Linked DNA regions of Podarcis muralis: region 1 is linked to region 2. The links are chromatin contacts, called in public Hi-C maps. All regions are on one chromosome and are shown on one strand. Each heading gives the region's core, a stretch centred on a gene start, on an enhancer-like site or on the middle of the called end of the contact. The rest is flanking DNA. Distances are from core to core; before and after follow the strand shown.

Region 1 (3,966 bases), core at 315-2,814, 140 kb before region 2:
TTGTGCTGGGGGGGGGGAGAAGGGTTTGGCAGAAGTGACTCTAAGGCATTACAATACGCTTCAATGAGGCACAGCATATTAGTCTGGCAATGTGGGGAGCAAAGTGCAGTAAAATGCATCTCTGCGCAGAGCTGTTTAAAGGTTTGTTTTTTTAAAAAAGAATACAGTGGTATCTTGGGTTACGAACTTAATTCGTTCCAGAGGTCCGTTCTTAACACGAAACTATTCTTAACCTGAGACGCATTTTCACTAATGGGGCCTCCCGCCGCTGCGCAATTTCCGTTCCCATCCTGGGGCAAAGTTCTCAACCCGAGGTACTACTTCTGGGTTAGCGGAGTTTGTAACCCAACGTGTTTGTAACCCAAAGCATCTGTAACCTCAGGTACCACTGTACTTTGTTTACGGAACAGCTTTCCCTCCGAAAACCGGCCTAAATTTTTGTGTCACTGCAGGGCAATGTGGTTTTTGTTTGCTTGCTTTTACATCTGGATATATTTAATCCACAACTTACGGGTCTTAGTTGAAAGGAAAGATGCGCGCGGGGGGTGGGGGGACAGACAAGCAACTGGGATAGCTAAATTGGTAGAGCATGAGATCCTTAATCTCAGGGTTCTGGGTTTGAGCCCCAAATTGGGCAAGAAGATTCCTGCATTGCGGGGCTTTGGGCTAGATTTCGAACTGATTTTATGAATGACAGCAGGAGCTGGAGAGGCGAGCAAGCCCCCTTGGGGAGGGAAAAATTGGTTTGATGCAAATAAATTTTAGACTGGGGGCAGGGTTAAGGTTTTGTTTATTTGCTGATTAGTGGGTCAGAGTATCCCTTTGTTCATTATTTGAGAATTGTTAAGGCTGCTTGCTACTACTGATACTCCCCTCCCCCCCTCCACAAGTGATATGTTGTAGTTAATATTAATGTATTATATGATTCCCCCCTCCTTTTCCCCAATGATATTATGTATTGCAAAAAAACTCTTTGCTGTAAGTCGCTAGACTAACCTTTGGGTGAAAAGCAACTAGTAAATTGTTTAATAATAATAATAATAATAATAATAATAATAATAATAATAAAAAATAGTTTACGGTTTTGTCTTGTGGCTTGTTTGCTGGGGATTATTATTTTTTAAATCAATCGGCGTATAACTCCCTCCCATCCGATGTCACTTTTAGAAGACACCTGAAGGCAGCCCCCGTATAGGGAAACTTTTCAATGCTTCATATTTTCTTATGTTTTTTATTTATGTTGGAAGCTGCCCGGAGTAGCTGGGGCAACCCAGTTAGCTGGGCGGGGTGCAAATAAATTATGATGATGATGATCATCATTATTACTATCATCATTATCCTCATCACCGTCACCTTAAACGGAATAAATAAATGCAATAAATAACATAAAACCCAGCGCGTGGCGGCCACGCCTGCGTGGAGCTGGAGGGGCGAAGGGGGCGTTTCTCTCCCTTCACCGCAGCGCCGCTACCGGGGGCGCCCAGAAACCCCCACCCGGCCCGGCCCGGCCCCCCATTCCACCCGGCCCGCCGGGGTCACCTGTCGGAGGCAGCTCCCGTCCTCCGGGGCCTCTCAGTCCTTCCTGCCGCCGCCGCCTCCTCCTCCGCCGCCTCCTCATCAGCGGCCCCGCCCGGCACAAGCGGGGGGCCTCGCCAAGAAGCCACCAGGCCCGCCCCGCTCTGGTCGGCAGCTGAGGGACAACAGCCAACCGCTGCCCGACCGCCCGCCGCTTGTTTACTTCAAAATGGCGGCACTCGTCTGACACTGCGACGGGGCTGGCCCTCGACCGCGCATGTGCAGGAGGGGAGGAGTTTGCGCTGGCGGCCCCGCCCTCCTCTCCCGCTACAGCGCGCTCGCTCTCGCTCTCCCTCAAACGCAGACGGCCGTAGAGGGAGGTTTCCTAGAGCGTCCCGCCGACGGCGCTTCCTAGACGTTCTCGACGCTGTCACGTCGCCGTCCGTTTCCGAAGCGCGGGTCCCCGGCTGCGGTTGGACTACAACTCCCGTCATCCCTTATACGACTGGTCCCGCTTGCGTAGGCATGATGGGAGTTGTAGTCCAACCGCAACTGGTTGGAAGAATAACTGGAGGGAGGGGAAGGGCGAGAGGGAGCGAAAAAGGGGAGAGCGGCTCTATTATCATTATCATTTTCCTTATCATTATCATTACAAAGTAATAATCATGTGAAGGAGAGATGTAGACATTCGGCTGCCTAACATAGGAGCCCAGCTCATAGCTGTCAACTTACAGATTTGAAAATAAGGGACCAGCAGCCTCGAAAATAAGGGATCAGCAGCCAAAATAAGGGATTTTGGCTTAGTTTATGCAGAAATCCGGCACTGATGGAGCCATGCTGCTTTTGCTGCGACTGGCTGTGTTTTGCAGGGGGTTGGACTAGGTGATCCTAAGGGTCTGCAACTCCGATCAAAGAAGAGGGGCAGACAAAACTGATGAACGACGTCGAGATGGCAAAGCTTCCAGGCAGAATTAGAAACCAGGAAGAGGACCTCTTTAATGAAGAATGGGGAAAGTTTATAATTTATTTGAAAAGCTATTGTCAAGAGTTACATACATTGGTAGGATTGACAGAAAACTTGTAGTAAAAATTTGAACTCTGGATGGACAAATGATTTATAAAAATAGAGTTATGAAAGGGATGCAGAGGGGGAAATCGCTACATTAAGATGCTGCACTGGTTGGAGGGGATGCTAAGCAGCATGTCGGGGCTGCCACCGTCCTGGCGCAAGGAGTTCCATCGGCCCTTCCCCACCCGAGAGAGAGGGGGAGAGAGACTATCGCCCACGCTGCCCGCGAGCCTGGCATAAGGTGGTTACGGTGCCACCGCGGCCGCTGAAGCACCGCCCTTCTGCGTCCCTCCCCATCCCCTCCTCTTCCTCCTCCCTCAGGCCGTCTCCTCAGCCACCGCTGCCGCCTCTGGCTTCCCCTGGCAGCGCGGCGGAAGTCTCGCAAGAGAGGGGCTGCCTGCCCACCCGCCGCCACCCATCTCCTCATGATGCGCCACTGAGGGGGGAAAGGGAGAGATGATGCGGCAGCTTGTGCACGCGCTCTCTCTCGCGGCGGAGGACCCCGAGCCGCTGCTTCCCTCCCGAGCCAGGCGAGCATGAAACCCAGGAAATTTAAGGGACACCATCAATAAGGGACAGCAGCGGGACACGGTGCTGGGATAAGGGAGTTTCCCGCCAAATAAGGGACAGTTGACAGCTATGGCCCAACTAGAGGACCAATGCCGCTTCCTAGGTTGAAAGCGCTTGCAATGGCCCTGTTGGTTTTCGTGAAAGAATTGTGGGGATCTTTAAAATTCTTTTGTTGAAAATATTAAATATATATTGTTAAATTAAAAAAGTAAGAAATAGAACCAAGTCACACGTTCAAGATCTACAGAGCCCTATCCCAGTGGCAGTTGCTAACATTTTGACTACTATATGCAGTTCTTAACCTTGATGCTTCCACCACAAAATATGGCTTGCCCAGTACTTTAAGAAAAGTGTGCCATGATATATGTGCAGAGTGCAGTTAGTTGTCTCCTCTTAAAAAAATAAAAAATCAGTTATTTTCTGCAACACCAGTGGAAGAGCTTTCATGTATGAGGGCCCAAGTGTGATTTTTTTCAGACACGTTTGACTCCAGACCTCGTTTAGAAACGAAGCTACAATTTTTGAATTCATGTATCGTTTACATCTATGCTAAACACGGCAAAAGCTTTTACAATGCGAGGAAAGCTTGCTTCCAGTTGTGTGCAACTCCACACCCCCACCCCAAAAAGAATCAATTTAACTATTCATTATCCAAACACTTTTTAAATTAAAAGAACGGAGTATTCCAGCCAATAGACAAAAATAATGGTTATGTTTGAATGAGGCCACATCAGAGCACAGGAGAAGATATTTGAAATGCATGGCTCAGTCCTGAAAATGTGAAGTAGTAATCTCTGCTTATGTGTGGAGTT
Region 2 (3,759 bases), core at 458-2,957:
AGTTGCCTACTCCACTGACTGTCAGTAGGGATTAATTCTAAAGCAACGTCTTTCCTCGAGAGAAAACTGGTGAAAAAATGTTATGTCAATTCAAAATCCATATGGATTTTGCAAATCCGTGTTCTGGAAACCACAGCTTGTTCTTCCCTGCCAAAATCTAACTGGATTTTACATTCTACTTATTTTCCCCCCACATGGAGTCCTTGACAGGTATTTCTACACAGATGGAAAAGAATAATACTGGAACAGGCCCAAGTTCTCAAGATTTGACTTGCAGACAAATCTGTATCATCTTGCTCAATGACAGATGCTAATTCTCGTTAGGAATTGTTCAACGTTAGCCCCAGTTCTCTTTCCCTCTGCCCACTAGTTTTGATACATTAAGCAAACACAGATTAAGGAGGGGCAACATCTTGGGGTGGAGGACCAATGGCAGTAGCAAAACTACTTTGATGCCCAACACAAAACAGAGGTACTGCCCAAACAAGAGGGCACACTCTGCTTACTCCAAGAGGTCTTAGCCACATGGATTTTTAAAAATATCTAACATACAGCCTCATCGCTGAATCACCAGCAGCGTGTGGGCCTTCCTGAGAAGAGACAGAGATCCCTGTTCCAAATATTTTGTGGCAGTTACCACTTAGATGATGAGCCGAGATGGCACACAGACTCCTTTTTCCCTGACGAGATGCCTACAGATTGAACAGGATTTGCCATGGCACTAAAACGCCACCTTCCTTAAGCTGCGATTCTAAGCACAGAGACACTTGCCTGACCCAGTAAAGCCCCCTGGAACTTACTTCTGAGTAAGCAGGCATAGATTTCCACCTTGTCAGGACCAAAGTCCACGATGGGAACGGCTGAGCTACCCATTCAAATCCTGCTACAGGAGGGAGCTGGTGCTCGTGTGGAAGACACCGTGTGCTTCTGCACCCATTAGCCTATGAAGTGCGTGTGGATGTGCGCGCGCGTGTGTCTCTAGGCAATAAGGTATTGTCCTGCCTTTTCAGAACTGCAGTGCCAGAGGGCGATCTCGTTTTGGACAGGAAGCTGGGCTGCTACGCAGGGCTATATATCTGCCAGGGGAAGATCGTCCAGGAGCTGCCTGCACGGGTCCCACCACCCGGGGTGGCGGGTCGCGCGTGTGTGTGCGCGCATCTCAGCGCCCGCTTCCGCCGTTGTTGTCATTTACCTGGCGCCCGGGTGTCCGGCCTGCTCCCTCTCGCTCAGCGCCGCCGCCGTGTAAATCCTCCGGTAGCGCTCGGCCAGGGCCCGGCCCGACAGAAGCAGCTGGTAGCGGCCCCGGCAGCCGGCTCCTGCTCCTCCGCCTCCGCCGGGAGGAGAAGGCAGCCCCGAGGATGTCATGGTCGGCGGCGGCGGCAGCAGGAGCAGCGCCCCGAAGCCCGCCGCGCTCTCGCCGGGGCCCATGGCCACGCAGGGCTCGCCGGTGCCGCTGGGGAAGAGGAAGAAGCCCGGGCCACCGGGCTCGGATCCGGCGGCGGCGGCGGAGGAGGAGGAGGAGGCGGCGGCCCCGCTCATCGCTCTCCCCTCCCCGCCCCTGCGCGCTCCGCCCCCGCGGCCGGCCGGGAAGGAAGGAAGGCAGGCGCCCGCTCCTCCTCTTTCCCCTCAGCGCCTCAGCGGCCCGGCCAGAGCCAAGCGCGGCGCCGCAGCCAACAGACACACAACCAGGCCGCCCGGCCGGCAGCGCCTGACTGAGGAGAGCTGACTGACAGGCGCGCAGCTCCTCCCCCTTTTGGCGCGAGCGCGCCGAGAGCGGAGGGAGGGCGGGGCCGCGGGGAAGAGAGCGAGAGGGGAAGAAAGGGGCGGGGTGCGCGCGCGCGCGTGTGTGTCTGTGAGGAAAAGCGAAGCCGGCGTAGGGCGAGGCCGGGCGACGCAAGGGCGCGCGCGCGCTCTTCTTTCTTCGCGGGCCGCTTCCTCCCTCTCTATGGTACTTTCCACGGTAGCGCGTCTCTTTCCGACTGTCAAAACGCTGACATTTTGGTCCTGAGTGCGCCTGCGCGACGTCTCCCTTTTTTTTTGAAAAAAATGTCTTGCCCCACCCGCTTTTTTATTTCCGCCCCCCCTCCACACACACACACATATCTGTAGGTACTGAGAGTCCATGTGCGCATGTCTGTTGCGGTTGAGGAGGGAGCCGTGTGTTTCTCTGAGGGGGTGTCATTCGCTCTGGGTTGTTGTTCTTATTTCCCTACCTCCCCCCCCCCACACACCCTCTTTCTCTTGTATCGGCTTCCCGAGAGCGCGTGGAGATGATGTCATAGTAAATTGTGTGTACACACACACACACACACACACACACACACACACACAGAGTGTAGATTCTTAAATATTTAGCAGCGGGTGGAGAGAGAGAGGTTTTTTGTTTTTTTTTAAGTATTTCAATTATTATATATTTATTTATACCCCACCTTCCCCTGATGGGAATGAAGGCACCTTACACACACAGGGAGAGAGAGATTTGGTTTATTATATTTCAATTTGTTTATTTGCTTTATTGATTTTAAAAAAGAAAATTACAATCAACCAAAAAAAACCATGCCCCTGTATAAACATAGAAAATCTTATTAAAATAAGCATTGGGGGAAAGTTTGGAGTGATAATGAAAAGGGCACTACTCAAAAGAAAATTAGGACTCTTGGATGGGGTGACAGGCAGTCACAACAGAAGTTATGTTGTAAGAAATCAATTTGTCATTTGTAAATTGTAATACGTTTCGGTTTATATTTTCTTTTGGTTTTTTGTTGATTGTAATTTTCTTTTTTAAAATCAATAAAGCAAATTAAAAGATTTATTATATTTCTATGCCACTTTTCATTCACATGAACCGCAAAGCAGTTTGCAAACAATACGTGACAGTAACAACAGAACAACAGAAATGCAATGTAAATCGTATAGCATAACATATCCTCAGTAAAACAATTGCAATCTATGAAGCACTATTAACAGAACAACCGAAAAGAAAAAGCTAAACAGCACAGTTACAACCAAAGGCATAGGATTCACAAAGTACTACAGCATTCATCTATAAAAACTATATTTAACAACACAGGCGCCAGCTCTATGGGGCTGAGGACACCCAAAATATACTGGGTCAGGGCTGAGGGGCCCAATCCTGAGGAGCCTTGAAGAAGCTGGAAGTAGGCAGTCCTAGCCAGTGAAGCCTGGTGAATCTTTAGTTACCAAAAGGAATCAATATGTTAACCCCGGGCTATGAACCAGATTAGATGGAGAACTGCTGTATGATACTTAGCAACTGAGGCCTGCAGTTGTGAGAGAACTAAACTTGTAGACTCTTGGTGCAGTGCCTTGTCAGTTGTGGTGCTCACGGGACTGTACAAATGCTTTGACAGCAAACATCTAAATATTAGAACTTCCCCATGCTTTTTTTCTGAGGGTACTCAAGGGTACGCAGCACCGGCACCTTTTTCCCCTCAAAGAAAAACACTGGCTAAAAAGTGTGACATTTACTCTAACAGCTTCATGGTGAGTAAAAAAGGTAAAGGGACCCCTGACCATTAGGGGTTGCGGCGCTCATCTCGCTTTATTGGCCAATGGAGCCGGCGTAAAGCTTCCGGGTCATGTGGCCAGCATGACTAAGCCACTTCTGGCGAACCAGAGCACGGCACAGAAAAACCGTTTACCTTCCCGCCGGAGTGGTACCTATTTATCTACTTGCACTATGACGTGCTTTCGAACTGCTAGGTTGGCAGGAGCAGGGACCGAGCAACGGGAGCTCAC

Evidence for each region. Hi-C and Micro-C count contacts between places; a contact is called where the count stands out from the background.
Region 1: a contact with region 2 is called in a Hi-C map of tail, with 2.9 times the contacts expected there. The contact joins the promoter of FBXL3 here to the promoter of MYCBP2 in region 2. A contact is called at or near these places in 2 of 3 Hi-C or Micro-C datasets (blood and tail).

Annotation. Positions count from the first base shown.
Region 1 is chr4:96,306,446-96,310,411 of rPodMur119.hap1.1, reverse strand. It overlaps FBXL3 (F-box and leucine rich repeat protein 3), which reads right to left and starts at 1,564. Exons shown (of 5, transcript XM_028728348.2): 1 at 1,540-1,564.
Region 2 is chr4:96,162,358-96,166,116 of rPodMur119.hap1.1, reverse strand. MYCBP2 (MYC binding protein 2) reads right to left here and starts at 1,707. Exons shown (of 87, transcript XM_077927743.1): 1 at 1,193-1,707. The coding sequence starts at 1,539.